Linked DNA regions of Mus musculus: regions 1 and 2 are each linked to region 3. The links are chromatin contacts, called in public ChIA-PET and Hi-C maps. All regions are on one chromosome and are shown on one strand. Each heading gives the region's core, a stretch centred on a gene start, on an enhancer-like site or on the middle of the called end of the contact. The rest is flanking DNA. Distances are from core to core; before and after follow the strand shown. Region 1 holds the start of Pgf (placental growth factor). Region 2 holds the start of D030025P21Rik (RIKEN cDNA D030025P21 gene). Region 3 holds the start of Erg28 (ergosterol biosynthesis 28).

Region 1 (4,537 bases), core at 1,459-3,958, 650 kb before region 3:
CACACTGGATCTTGGCAAGTATAATATACATTCATGTTTCTTCCAAGGACTCAGAATTTCACAACCTTGGGAAAAGAGTCTTTGAAATCAAGCACTTAGCTAAGCTCTCCCATTTAACAGATGAGGAAACAGAGGCTGAGATCTCTTTGGAAGCTGGTGTCTGCTCTACAAACAAAAGTCCCCAATAACAGATATGATGTGGGGGGTGGGAGATATGACCCTCCTCAGATCAATTCCAGGGGGCTCAAAAATGGGCAAGTCCCTGAAGTTGAGGCAGCTACCTCTCTAACCTGTTCAGTGGTCTGGGCTTCAGATGTGAGGGCAGGCAGAGGACGAGGACAGACAGGCTGCTCCCAGGGGGATGGGGAACAGACAAGGGGCAGACCAGCAGAGGGTGTTCCCAGGCCAAGAAAGCAATCCAGCTATTATCTGTGTCTTTGAGGACACTACTACAAGCACATCCTTTCTCCCATGCTGTTGGATGCCTCAGTCATGGTATGTGGCCATCCTCCATGTCTCTGAGAGGCAAGAAGGGAGAAGGAGAGAGGATCTGGCACGAGCCTTCGGCGGGCGCGCTCCTCTCTTTGGCAAAGGTCCTGCTGCCCTTTGAAGATTATGTCTTGACACAACCCAGGGCAGAGAGTGAAAGGGCCAGGGAGGGTGTGACAGAGCCCGCCTGTTTGTAATCAATGGAAACGCCTGGTCAGCGCTGCACAGCTCCACCAGGGTTGGAATGGCAGGGAGGACTCTTCGTCCTGACCAAGCCCCTTGAATGCTCCTTACTATATCCAGTTCCCAGACTCCAGTCTGGCCTCCGGCACTCAACACAGATTCTGTCCACCAAGACTCCATCTGCATCCTTACAGCTTGCTGGGCAGGGGCCCTGAGCCAGCTGGACGAACCCTAGCGATCACGTCCTGCTTTCCGTGTGCTTGGTGACCCTAACCCATGACTGCACCTCTCTAGGCTGCTGGGTCACAAAAGCTGGACTCTTGGGCTTCAGCCTGGATGTCGAGCTTGCAGACCCACCCCAGCTTGCCACTGGCCTGCTCCCACCCTTCAGACCAACCGATCCCTTCTCCTTGGCTGCTGAGGCTCATGAGGAAAGAAGAGAGGGGGCTCAGCTTGCAGAGCTGGCCTGGCTGGCTTACCTTCCACTTCTGTTGAGTTGTTCCCAGCAGACAGGGCCCCCTGCGGTGGACACAAAGGTGGAGCTATAAGGAGGGGGCATATTCTTGGGGCTCGGCTCTTTGAGCCCACCCCAAGCTCCTCCCCCATCCTCTGCTAAAAACCACCTGACTTTCTGGCCTCAGTTTCTTCACTTGGAAAAGGGTAGGAGGCTTCTTGTGTTCCCAAGTGCTTGTAATCCTGTGGGGTCTCTCTTCTGCCCAGCCCCCAGGCCAGTCCTGCTGGGCCTACTACAGCCCGCCTTGGCTGGGTGCCAGAGCCCAGGGGGAGGGTGATCAGCTGGTGGGAGCTCAGGGGCTGGAGAAGAGGCGGCGCCATGAGCTGGTGCTGCCTGCCAGTAACGTTACACCTCGAGCTAACACTGCAGCAAGCAGACGGATGGCCTGGCTGCTCGGCAAGGGGACTGGACAACCCACCCACTCCTGGGCTGGGGCTGAGGGCTCCCAGGGCAGTGGGCAGTGCAGCGGGCAGTGCAGCAGGAAGGGAATGCATTGGCTTTGTCAGGATTTTGCTGCCCAATCTGGCTCCCTGCCAGACTCACCCAGCTCCTGGGAAAAGGGCCCTGCTCACTTCCCCAGGCCCTGCACTCAGGACCTTCTGACACCCACCAGGAGGAAAGGGCACGGCAGGATCCCTTGTCATATCTGAAGCCCACCCAAGAGCCCTCTGCTCAATTGGAGCAATGGTGGGGGAAGGGCCTCACCTCCCCACCTCAAGCTTCTTTAGTCAGCTCCTTCCCCACTAGGCCAGGTCAGAGGTCCTGGGGGCGCCTGGTTGGTCATGGGGCCACAACCCTGACCACAGGGCCAGGGAGCTGACTGGGATTAGTGGACGGATGCTTTTTGCAAAGCCACTAGGGCTCCAGGGGCTAGACAGGAAACCTCCCTCATTCCCTGTGGCTTCCCTGCCCCCACTAAGACAGCCCCCAGGAATTGGGGACTGCCCAGCCAGAGGTCTCCTCCCTGAGGTCCAGCCCAGCCCCTGGGAAATATGTGGGCACCCTAGCAGAAGCTGCTCTCTAAAGTGAGTCTGTAATTAAAGACCATAGCCCCTGTTTCTACGGCTAGGATGAGAAGGTCAAGAGGAAGCCAGGCCAGGTCCTTACCTGGGAATGCACAGCCAACCCAGCTAGGACCTGTAAGAAGCAAGTGAACAGCTTCATGACCAGCATCTTCTCAGACATCCAGAGCCAAGGTCCTTCAAGGCACAATCACCATGCTCGTCCCCCTTGGGGGAGACGCTGATACCAGAGGAGAGGAGAGGAGAGGAGTGTCCCCCTCACTGCTGTCCTAGGCTAGGTCTCTGCAGTCTGCCTGAGCATCCACAGAAAGCCGGGGAAGTCCGGAGCTCACAGGTAGGGCTGTGGCTGAGGAAACTGGTGAGGAGTGTTCCGGCGAGTCGGAGCGATGTGAAAGGATCTTAGGGGTCCGATGACCCTAGCTCCTCTCGTGAGTGAGCAGAAGTCTGAAGATGCGGTTTCCTTCTCAGACTGCAGCTTCCCTACGAACTGAAGCTAGTCGGCCGCTGGTTTTCAAGACCGTGTATGGGGCGGGGCTGCAGCCTGCCCGCCCACTTCTATCTCGAGGCCCCAGGAGCAGCCCGGGAGCGCTGAGAGCCGGTTGGCGGTGAGACCTGAGTGCGCGTGACCCCGCAGGGCGCTGAAGGGGCGCTGCCGGCGCAGATCTCCTGGCCCCTCGGAGCTAGGCGTTCATTAGCTTGCCCCAGGGTCAGCCCGCAGCGACAGCCAAGGTTGCACCTGGCTCTTCTGGAGCCTCCAGGTGCGGACGTCCAACATCTGCCTTGGAGATGGCTGGGTACTTAAGTGACCTCTGCAGGGAGTGCAGTACTAAGAAGGCAGCATCTTGCTGTGGCCCTTCATGACCAGTGCCATCCCTACACAACCCCGGGAGGAGAGGTGACAGGATTACTAACCCCATTTTATAGACTAACAACCCGATCCTATGAGAGGGCACCACCTGCAGATGCTGAACAATGTTCATATTCACACTAGGAAAGTGTATGTGTGCCCGCGGGCATCTGCCTGCGTAGACAGGGATCTGGCAGAGACAAGACAAGCTACGTGCCTCCAGAACCGTCCCTCTATTCCATGTACTATCTGACCTGGTAGGCAGGCACAGGGCAGCCCAGCTGTGGGCTGTACACAGGAAACACCTCGGGGCACCTGGCTAGACCTAGGTCCACCACCACTTCCTCCTGTCAGGTCAGGCCAGCCTATTAGAGGTAGGGAATGGACTAACCTGGCATCACCTCCCGAGCCCAAGCAGAAGAGGAAGTGTTCTAGAGCAGCAGGACATGCTGAGGAGAGGTGGTGTCTGCATGGGCACTTGTGTATACCTATGAAGCTGTGTGTATATGTCACCCACTGAACGTGCCCAGTTACACTGTGTGTCGCAGATCTGGGTCTCTGGGTATCTCTTTGTACTTGTGTGCAGCCATGCATGTCTGTACTTTTGTGGTAACCTCCTGTGTTCCTGAGTTGTTCTTCATCACCTACCATTCTAACAAACCTCTGTGACCAGCTTGTGGGCTGGTTGCAAAAACCTGGCAGCATCCAGAGTCAGAAGTTGGTGGGTGGCTGTGGGGGAGGAGATGGGCCTGGGAGGTGGCTCTTGGATCACATTCCATTCAGAGGCAGGGAGGCTAGGGCAGTCCTGGCTCTCACCCCCAGTGACCTCTGTGTCTGTGGCCTGCTGCCCACCCACAAGGGGCTGCCAGAGATGCTGCCTCTCTGTCTGGTAGGCCCTGAGGCCTGCAGGTCCAGGAGCCAGGGGCCAGTCACTGGCCAGCTAAGCGGGGGTTGCAAAGAACATTCTGACGAGCTCCAACATGCTGGGGATTGTACAGTAGACAGATTGTCTCCCTGGCTCCAGAGCATGGTTGCGGGGTCATTGTGCATGTGGATGAAAGTGAGCTGACCCAAGGATGCTGTGGATAGGTAGCCAGGATCCACACGTGCTCACAGCATCTCGTGTACACCTAGGCATTGAAGTGCATCTATTCCTAGATGGATCTGTGGATGTGGGCACAAGTGTGTGCCCTTTAAACATTTTTTTAATACTAACTTTACTTTGTGTGTTGCTATGGTGCATGTATGGATGGGAGTGGTCAGAGAACATTACCTTCTGATGTTGGCTCTCTCCTTCTACCATGTGGGTTCCCGAGATCAAACTCAGGTTGTCAGGTTTGGACAAGCGCCCCTATCCATTGATCCATATCACCAGCCCAGGTGTGTATTCTTAATTATCTGTGTAATATACACCTTGGGTATCCTGACTATCTTGAGCACACACGGATTGGGCATATTTGCCTGTAATTGTACCTGAAGATG
Region 2 (4,487 bases), core at 1,417-3,916, 950 kb before region 3:
CAATTCCATAAGGAAAAGATTTTTGTGTCTCTTTCCTTCCTTCTTTCTTTCTTTCTTTCTTTCTCTCTTCTTTCTTTCTCTCTTTCTCTCTCTCTTTCTCTCTTTCTTTCTCTCTTTCTCTCTTTCTTTTGGTTTTGTTGCTGTTACTGTTTTTGTTTTTCCAGACAGGGTTTCTCTGTGTAGCTCTCGGTATCATAGAACTGGCTCTGTAGACCAGACTACTCTAAAACTCAGAGATCTGCCTGCCTCTGCCTTCAGAATGCTGAGATTAAAGGCGTGCATCACCACCACCTGGCAGTTTGTCTATTTTATCTACTGCTATATTCCCAGGGTTTTCATAATAGTGCATATTAAAGGGGTTCCACAAAACAGAACAGAACAACACACACACACACACACACACACACACACACACACACAAAACCAAAAAAAAAACTCAAACCAAAACCAAAAACAAAAAAAAACCTCAATTAGCAACTGTAGTTCTACATTCTACCAGCAGATGGCACTTGATCCCTAGATCTGACCTGCACACGACGGCCAGAATCGACCTGGATTGAGGAAGTTAAGGAATAATTTTGTCTTGGGACCCCTTCCCAAGAGATGAATGGGATGACAGAAGAACTCAACATCTATCTACCAAAGCTTCAGGAGACAAAACTGAGGCTCCAACTCCAGCACAGGTATACATCTGTGTATCTAGCAGGTGCCCATAACTTCACACCTGGTCATTGCTGTCAGCTTTGTCCTAGTGACAGTCTGCTTTGCTTCACTTTCTGACTTCTAACAGCACCTTGCAATGCGCATGCATGCGCGCGCACACACACACACACACACACACACACACACACACACACACACACAAGCACACACAAGCCTGCAGCATAACCATCCCCTCCCTATGACAGCCAGACTTCATCTCAGCCTCAGCCCCCGGCTCCCCTATACCAGGGGCAAAAGCTTATGGTGAAAAGCCCTAGTTCTGAGTTAAGCCTGCATGGCAGCCTCATCTCCAGATGTGCCACTCTGGCCCTCTCCTTCCTCGTCTATGCTCTAGGGCCCCAGGTCAGTGTCTCTTCCCTGACCATCTTCACTATATTGTACTGCTCCATTGCCCTTGACAGAATTGTCCTGTGCTTTTAGAAACACATTCACCAGCACATACTGCTCGTGCCTCCAACTTGATTTTAAGACATTGGCTTGCCCTCCAGCAGGTTTTGTATTCTGTGGGTCCCCGAGCCCTCTCCCATGCTCAGCACATGTAATCATGCAGTTGCCTGCACAAGTCAGAATAGAGGGGAAAGCTGAAACGGGGCAGGTGTCCTGCTAACTCTCCTTGAATGGTCTTACGCTGGAGCCACTTGGCAGCACTCAGCTCTATGCCCTGCAGACTTTAGGCTAGGCCTCCAAAGGTTAGTAGGGAATTCATTTAGACGCAGAGAGGGCCAGCTACGTGCAGGCACTGATCTGCTGGGAACATGAAAGCTAACAAAACCCTGCTTAAGCAGAACTTGTATAAGTTTGAACACATACATAGAAATAGAAATACGTGAGGGGGGAATAAATGCTATAAGAAAGCATAAAGCTGGATGAGGGCACAGAAGGGATGAGACACGGTGAACTTTGCTAAGATACAGAAGACCGTTGCAGGCAAGAGAAGAGTATGTGTGCAGAGCAGGAGGCAGAAGATCCTCTGTAGTGGGACTAGGCGTACAAGCAACGGGAATGCTACCTGGAACTACAACGGACAGATAAACCAGGCTCAGGCCAAGGGCTGCCAAAGCCCCTCCTAGACTAATCAATTGCACCTTGCCCAGTCTGGCATTGCCAGGCTCCTGTGCCTTCACTCCAGAGACACCTGGGTACTCAGGAGAGGTCCCCAACTCATTAAATCCTGGGCAAGGCGTTGTTGGGGCGGGGAGGGGACCTCCTGTGATAACAGAGTCCAGAACCCGCAGCGAGTGGTGCAAAATAATAAGTTGAAGAGTTGGAGCGAGGCGTGGCTTTTCAAAATGTGCAAACAACGCTGACATCTAGACTTCCTGGAACACAGACCCAGTCCCTCGCACAGGTCAGGGCAGCCTTCTCTTTCACAGAGCTCCTAAACCCTTGCCTAAGTCCTCTGCGTGTCCCAGCAGACCTGAGCCCGGACTATACACTTGTCTTGGCGCGCCTGCTTCGCTGTCAGCCCGTTCCTGGAGATGCGTCTGTCTTCGCGCCCTGATGTCCCCACTCCCCCCCCCCCCCCCCCGCCCAGATCCTCCACCTACTGGCGCCCGGAGCCAGTTTATCCTTCTCTGGGCCTCAAGAACCCAGAGCGCCCACCCAGCCACTGCAGCTCGTTAGCCCAGCACAGAATGAGTGAGAAACGCACACGAGCTTAACGTCGGGGTTCTGGGAGAACTGGTGTCCAAGGGAACAGATAGTAGATTTATTTTCCCCAAAATAACTTTTTGAAAGCTGGTCCGAGCCCCGGTTTCGGAACCTCGGAGCGGTTTCTCTAGTAGTTACTGAGGACAAAGGGACAGGACCCGCACTCCACTGAAGGCGTAACTGTCCGGGATACCCGCATCCCTTTGCTCCACCCCGCCCCCAGCCCTATCCCCTCTTCAGTGCTCACCCGGTGAGCCGCCCTCGCCGTGCAGCCGCGGGTCGCTGAGGGGTTTCCAGGCGCGCGACAGAAGGTGCAGCCCTGGCTGCTATCTGCTGCTGGCCCCGGGGATGGCTTCTCCGAGTCTGGACAGGTGGCTGGACTCGACGCAGCTGCTGGGTTCGGGGTGGCCTCCTGGCCTCGGCCTCTGCGAGCCTCCCAGGGTTCCCCTGGGCCGGCTGGTTCCACTCAGAGGGCGACAAGCCGGGGACCGGCGCGTCAGGCTCTCGGAACAGACTGTACACCTTGGCTGCAGCCGCTGCGGGGTGGCTGCCCACGGGGTGCCACAACCGATTCGCATCCCTGCTAGCTGGTTCGTATCTCCCTATGGAATCCCGTTGGGCATGACTTGTCCCCATCAAGACAGCCAGGACAAGTGGCAGGAAGCCCCTCCAACGCACCCGTCGGATGCATCCGGAGCAGCGAGCGGTGGTCGGCGCTCTCATGGCGCCAGAGTGGCTGCAGAGCTGTGGGCACCGGAGACCTCGCGGGGAGGTGCTTTCCATCGTTCGCTCCACAGACCCGCCTGGCGACTTGCCCCTTCCCGTCTAGGGGACCTCTGAAACAGCCGTTTGGGGGTCCAGGGGTTCCTAGGTAAGGGCTGTATGGCGTGAGCTGCCCGGGCTGCGCACCGAGCCCGAGCCTGCCGCACCTTCGCTCCCGCACTGCCGCCGTCTGAAGGGGAACCGAAGGGTTTTATTTTTGGAAACCGCCCCCTGCTTTTTCGCCTCTTTTATCCACGCCATGCCCCCCTCCTTGGAGGGACAGCTCGGCCCCCTTATTACGGGAGACAAGAATTCCAGCAACACCCTCTTTGGCACCGAGAAGCGAGCGGGCGGCGAGGGGATTAACCCGTGAGGAGCTGCGGGCGACAGGGCAGACCCGGGGACTGGAAAGACAGATGGCGTCTGCCTGGACCAGCGCACCTGAGCTGCCTTTTTCCTGTCCTGGGCAAACTCAAGTTGTCCACCTGTCCTGGATGTATTTTCTGTTCCTGACCTCACGGACCCAGATGAACTGCTTCTCGGGCCTGAAGGAAGCTGGGGAAGGTACCCAGACCGGAGTAATGGGGACCGAGCCCGAGGCATGCGCGCCTGGTCTCGTTGCTTCCACCTCTGACCGCTGGGGGCGCTAGGCGAGAATGCAGGTGTCCCTGGGGCAGCTCCCAAGAGCCGGTTGCCTATGGGGAAGGGCAACTTGGGGCGCGCGCCCCCTGGTGGAGCTGGTCACACCCTTGGCCACCGTGTTTTGTAGCGACACACTCTGCCAACCTGCTTAGAGCCTAGATCTTAATCTGCTTCCTGTGGCGCCAAGCCTTGACCTGGGCCTATGGTGATGGTGGATGCCCGCTGGAAGAGTTGTTCTCTTTTTACAAAGGTAGGCATGGAGCCTCTTGAATAAGGTGACTAAAGGAGAGTATTGCTAAAGATGGAAATAAAACCCAGGCTAGTGGCCTCTGGCCCACAGTCCACTCTTTGAACTCCTACCACCGCCCCTCATTCCTTGGAGAATTTCCCCAAGGGGCTGCATGAGCCTTTGAGCCCTGCTGGGCCGGGTTCTCACACCTTCTTGTATTGAAGGGGACAGGGATGTCCGTTGCCTCCCACCTAAATTAACCTTCTTCCCTGTGTCCCATGCCCCAAAGCCTAAAAGGCTAGGCATATATGGTTTTCCTGAAAGTGTTTTCACAGCCTACTGGCTCCTAAGCAGACAGGATAAAAGAGCCTGTAAAGGCACCAATTACAACTTCCCATACCAGCCCCTCCCTTCCCAGAATCCTAAGTAATACCTAACTGGATTAGAAAGTCTCAATATTTGACACTGGCCTACGGAGTCC
Region 3 (4,939 bases), core at 934-3,433:
GAATTCCCTCCACTTGCCTGGAATCAGTATTACGCCTTCATCTCTTCATGCCATCCCTTTGCAATACAAATAGCTCAGGGTGATTCAAAATCTACTCAGATACCTGGACACATCCTATCAAATGTACAGAAGTTGCATCATACACTTGAATGGAAACCATAGTGTAACTGTCTGACTAGTCTTCTTAGTTTCCCTCTGCATGGCTCCCAGACACATCATGTTTCATAAACTAAAACAATCGAAAAGACTTGGAAAAGACCTGTCATAGCTTGATGTTGGGTTTCAAGAAAAGTACATTAGCTATAGTTACGGAACACTTGTGTCCTACACTTATATGTGCCCCAAGTATATAACATCTTATTTCACTCACTCCCTACATCAGGATAGGCAGGCACTATTAGTATTTCCACTTTACAGATGGGGATCAGAACCAAGAGCTAAGTGATTTGCTTAGGTAACATAGCTAATATGTGGCTGAGTGCCAGGGTCTGTGGACTCTGTTGCAATACTCCCTCATAGAATGTTTTGATAAAGTTCTCATCTTTTAAAAAATATTTACTTATTTATTTATTTAGAGACAGGGTCTTACTATGTGGCTAGTCTGGAACTCTACATAGATCAGGCTGGCCTGGAACTCACAGAGATCCATCTGCCTCTTCCTCCTGAGTGCTGGGATTAAAGGTGGGTGCGGCCAGGTGCAGCAAAGTTCCCATTTTTTGAGGAAGCTGGTAGGAGAGAGAGCTAGGTTCGGTACTTTTTGTTTAGCTCAAGCCTCGCTGAGTAGTGATTTCCATCAGCTCTAAAGGGATCCCACAGAGACAATTTGTCATAGCCACCATCATATTGGCCCTTCATTTACCTATTGTCAGGCTAACTGCTTTGGCCTGAAAGCTGTAAGAAACTATCAGGCTTCCCTTATCACTGTGGTAATGTTTCAGTATGATTCCCTACTACCCAGTGTATATAGACATCAAGTGAAGTGATGACGAAAAACCAACTATAAAGGGCTCCAGGAGAGAAAGGGTGGACCCAGAGGAAAGAGGTCTCAAACGGGGACTGTCCCAGTCTAGAGATGCTGGGGTGTGCTGATCTTCACAGACACTTACAGCATATGCCAATCTACTTCTTTTTACTTTCTCCTCTCAACACCAGCTTGGGTTATTTAAAAATCCCCCCAGCCCGCCCCCGCACACACTCCCTTTCAGTAGAACGTAGAACTTACACCCTCCATTTATTTCACAGATCTTAGAAATCCCAGAGCTGATGAAAACACACCAGAGCATTTCTGTATGACTCTACCAATTCTTTAAACCCATTCCCTTGGAGTTATGAGGTGGAGAGAGAGGTGGGGTACACCCTTGCCCAGGTCAGCATGGATGCGATACTAATTAACAATCAATAGAGGCAGACTCCTATCCTAGCTACACCACTCATATCTGAGGGGTTCAGACAAGCCAGTGAGACTCTAGAGACTCGGTTTTCTCATCCGTAAAATGGGGATATAAGCCTCTATCTCGAGGGTTACCCGATAATACATGAGGAAAAGTGAAAGCTCGTTGCAGAGCTAGGTTCATAACGACTGCCCGTTCACTCACCCATCCCCAGAATTGACCAAATCTCCATTTTCCTAGCACCTCCTCTTGGACATCGTTTCTAGACTCCTCCACCACCACCTCCGGTTGCTTTCCAGGCAACCCCCACTTTCCTAAATTTTGCAGATAGTTTTACTCGGGTGCTACATCCCACTCCAAATTCTCCTACCTGACGATCCAGTACTACTGCAGCAGTATCAGCAGCATCCGCAAACCAGCTCTCCCTAGGCCAGCTCCGGTCCCAAGTCCACCTGGGCCACTTGTTCCCGCCCCCTCCCTCAGCCCAGCTCCAGGATTGGGTTGTTTTTGTCAGTCCTCGTTCTGATTGGCTACGCTGGCTCAGTTCGAGCAGGCGATAGGGAGTGAACTCCTTTGCTGCCAATCAGCAGTTGCCGCCGCCTGAGCCTCTTCCTGCTACGCCGCTCACGCGGTAAACCCTTCTGTCGAGCGTGGCGGAACTCTGAGTTTGGAGTCAGTCTTTTAGGGGTGGGGAAAACGCAGAGAGAAAAAGGAGCCAAGAAACCTTCTGGTGACAGCCTGGGTTGGCTCTGGTGTCTGAGCGCGCCGTGGTGACGCCATCCGTCAGCGCCCGCAGCCGAGCGTTGTTCGCGCCGCTGGCGGGCGCCTGCGCAGTGGCTCTTAGCGGGCGGTTGCTTGTTGGTTGTTGTAGTAACGGGGGAAGCAGCCTTCGGCGGCTGCGTTGATTCGGGCTGGGGAAGGAGGAGGGAGGTGAAGCAGAGCGTGGTCCCCGCCTGCCGGCCCCGAGCCGTGAGAAGATGAGACAGGTAAACGCCTGCGCCGGCGCGCTCCGGGGAGGTGCGCTCCAGGGTTAGGCGGGCGCCGCTGCGCTTCCCTCCGAGCTCCGGAGCAGCTGTTGGCTTCCGGGCGTGCTGGGCAGAAGCGCTGCGGCAGAGTCGCCGCGTCCTTGCCTGCGGAGCTGCCTGGGGTTGGGGTGTGCTGGGCTGGAGCTGGCGGCTGGTCCCTGTAGGGGCAAGGACTTCCTGAGCATTTATCTCGTTCTACTCTTCAGGGAGCCGAGGAAAGGTGGGCATCCCTGAAGGTTTTAACTTAAAAGACTCTCAAGCATTTTTGGGTAAGGTCGAGAAGTTCCTTTAGGAATCACCCGAAAAGAATCATTGAGGTTGTTTGGTATTACTCATTTCTGCTGAAGATGTGTAGGGTCGGGGTTAGTCACTGTTGCTGCTTGCTGCAGTTGCTTTGTTTTTGAGAGTCTTATTGTATAAGTCAATGCACAGACCAGCAAAAGCTTGGAGAATTGCCACGAATTGATTATCTTTGAGTAGTGACATTAAGGTTAAGCGTTTTCCCTAAACGTTTCTATTTTCTCTATAACGAACATGAAACTTTTTCTCTATGGAAAGTGTTTGAAGTTAGAAGCCTGGGAATTGGAGATTTCCTAATTTTATGTGTCTACTTGATATCCGGATTAAAATGTGTGATTAAAAAAAAAAGTACCAATAATTAGAGTATTTGACTTCCCCTTTCCCCGGCCATTTATGTGATCCCTGCTGAGGAGAAATATTTTCACCACCCTTTTATTAATAGTTCGGGTGATTTGGTTTTCCTAGAAACATAACAGCTTATTCTGTTTGCTTGTGGTAGAGTCTGTATAAATATTGGCAAGGGTTTTGAACCTTGGATTTTTATTTTGATCCTGGTCAGATTTGTTTAGCAAAGAATTTTCTAAACATAGGCTTATCAACTGTCCACATCAGTGCCCTAAAGCCTCTCCTTTGGTGCTTGCTCTTTTATTATATAAAACGACTCAAATTCAGTAACAGCTTTTTAGATACAGCAGAGACAGTATCTGTTTGAAAAAAATTTTGTGTCATACCCTTTTAATCCCAGCAGAGGCAGGCAGATCTCTGAGCTCTAGGCCAGCCTGGTCTACAAGTGAGTTCCAGGACAACCAGGGCTACACAAAGAAACCTTGTCTTGAAAAACAAAAACAAACAAACACAGAAAAAAAATTCTTGATTTTTGTGATATGTGAGGTGCACTGTGGCAGAAGGTAAGCTTCTAGAGACTGGAAAATACTCAGGAATATATTTCTTTTCATCTTAAAGATCATGCAAAAAATCCTGAAGTATGCAACTGCATTGTCTTTGAAGTCCTTTGACTTTCTTACAGGAGTCTGTGCCATCCAAATTGTTTGATCCAGTGAGACTGCAAGGAAGAAAGGTCTCTGAGGCCTCTGTGTGCTGACTGTATGACAGACCCCAAAGGAGATGCCAGTTGTGATGGCCCGGGACCTGGAGGAGACAGCATCGTCCTCAGAGGACGAGGACCTGGCCAACCAAGAGTGAGTGACAGTCAGCCCGCCCTTAAGGGGGGGGTTCCTTTATTCACCTCCAGGTTTCCTTCTTTGTGTTGCCTGGCCCTAGCTTCCATCTGTGTTTGGAGTCAAGATCATATTATTCACTTCCCATCCTTTTTCAGAAATTCGAAGGGTGGGCTTATGTTTCTAGGCCTCTAAGTCAATATCACCTTTAGATGTTCTAAAGTTCAGATAGGAACTCAGGTGAACTTGGTTCCCCACCCCCTTCTGCTTTGTTTTTGAGGTGGGGGTCTCTCATTTCTGTTGCCATACCTCCCACCACATCTGGCGCGCTCTCTCTCTCTCTCCCTCCCTCTCTCTCTCTCTCTGTGTGCACATTTTAAAACAGACTCGCCTGCTTGAGTTTATGTGCAGCATGGGCATGCAGGTTCCTGAGGAGGCCAGGGTACATGGAATTCCTTGGAGCTTCAGTTACAGAGTTTGTGGCAGCTTGATGGAGTGCTGGGAAATGAACCTGGCTCCTCTGCAGGAGCAGGAAGCTCTCATAACTGTTGAGCCATCCTTCTAGTCCCTGCAGTTGGCTTTGTTGTGGGTTTTGGGGGATTGAACATGGGGCATCAGGCTTCCAAGCAAGTACATTTACCTGATGCACCATCTCCTGGCTCTAATAGGTGAACTGAGTGCAGTACGGATGTGGAAGTCAGAGGACAACTTTCTGGAATCTGTTCTCTCCTTCCATCATGTGGGTCCTGGGAATTGAACTTGGGTCAGGTTTGGCGACAAGCACCTTATCCGCTGAGTCATCTTGTCAGCCTTGTGTCTTGACCATAGCTTCTAGTAATTGAAAAATTGGAGATTTTGAAAATTTTAGAGATTGGTGAAACGTTAAGTTCTTAGGCTCTGACCTTGACTCTATAAGTTTTCTCTGAAGCATTTACAGCTGTAGAACGGTGATGATATGAAGGGCAGGCCACACACAGCAGAACCTCTGTGAAGATGCTCCGATGAGAATACTAGAGCTCTGTAGCCTGTGCCGTGTTCATTGAAC

Evidence for each region. A called contact is a pair of places that touch in the nucleus more often than the background predicts. ChIA-PET counts read pairs in DNA pulled down with a chosen protein or histone mark.
Region 1: an RNA polymerase II ChIA-PET map of memory CD8 T cells shows a contact between it and region 3, with 8 read pairs. The contact joins the promoter of Pgf here to the promoter of Erg28 in region 3. A contact is called at or near these places in 2 of 39 promoter capture datasets (embryonic stem cells and neural stem cells), 1 of 115 datasets of contacts at active chromatin or transcription factors (memory CD8 T cells) and 3 of 9 other capture datasets (embryonic stem cells, liver and macrophages).
Region 2: a contact with region 3 is called in a Hi-C map of B cells, with 5 read pairs. The contact joins the promoter of D030025P21Rik here to the promoter of Erg28 in region 3. A contact is called at or near these places in 1 of 39 promoter capture datasets (neural stem cells), 1 of 484 Hi-C or Micro-C datasets (B cells) and 1 of 9 other capture datasets (liver).

Annotation. Positions count from the first base shown.
Region 1 is chr12:85,174,605-85,179,141 of GRCm38.p6, forward strand. It overlaps Pgf (placental growth factor), which reads right to left and starts at 2,709. Exons shown (of 7, transcript NM_008827.3): 1 at 2,294-2,709; 2 at 1,152-1,191. The coding sequence starts at 2,359.
Region 2 is chr12:84,873,136-84,877,622 of GRCm38.p6, forward strand. D030025P21Rik (RIKEN cDNA D030025P21 gene) reads left to right here and starts at 2,667. Exons shown (of 1, transcript NR_028577.1): 1 at 2,667-4,487. Ltbp2 (latent transforming growth factor beta binding protein 2) reads right to left here and starts at 3,356. Exons shown (of 36, transcript NM_001370743.1): 1 at 2,621-3,356. The coding sequence starts at 3,096.
Region 3 is chr12:85,822,710-85,827,648 of GRCm38.p6, forward strand. It overlaps Erg28 (ergosterol biosynthesis 28), which reads right to left and starts at 2,184. Exons shown (of 5, transcript NM_021446.3): 1 at 1,762-2,184. Ttll5 (tubulin tyrosine ligase-like family, member 5) reads left to right here and starts at 2,211. Exons shown (of 34, transcript NM_001081423.3): 1 at 2,211-2,377; 2 at 3,744-3,915. The coding sequence starts at 3,842.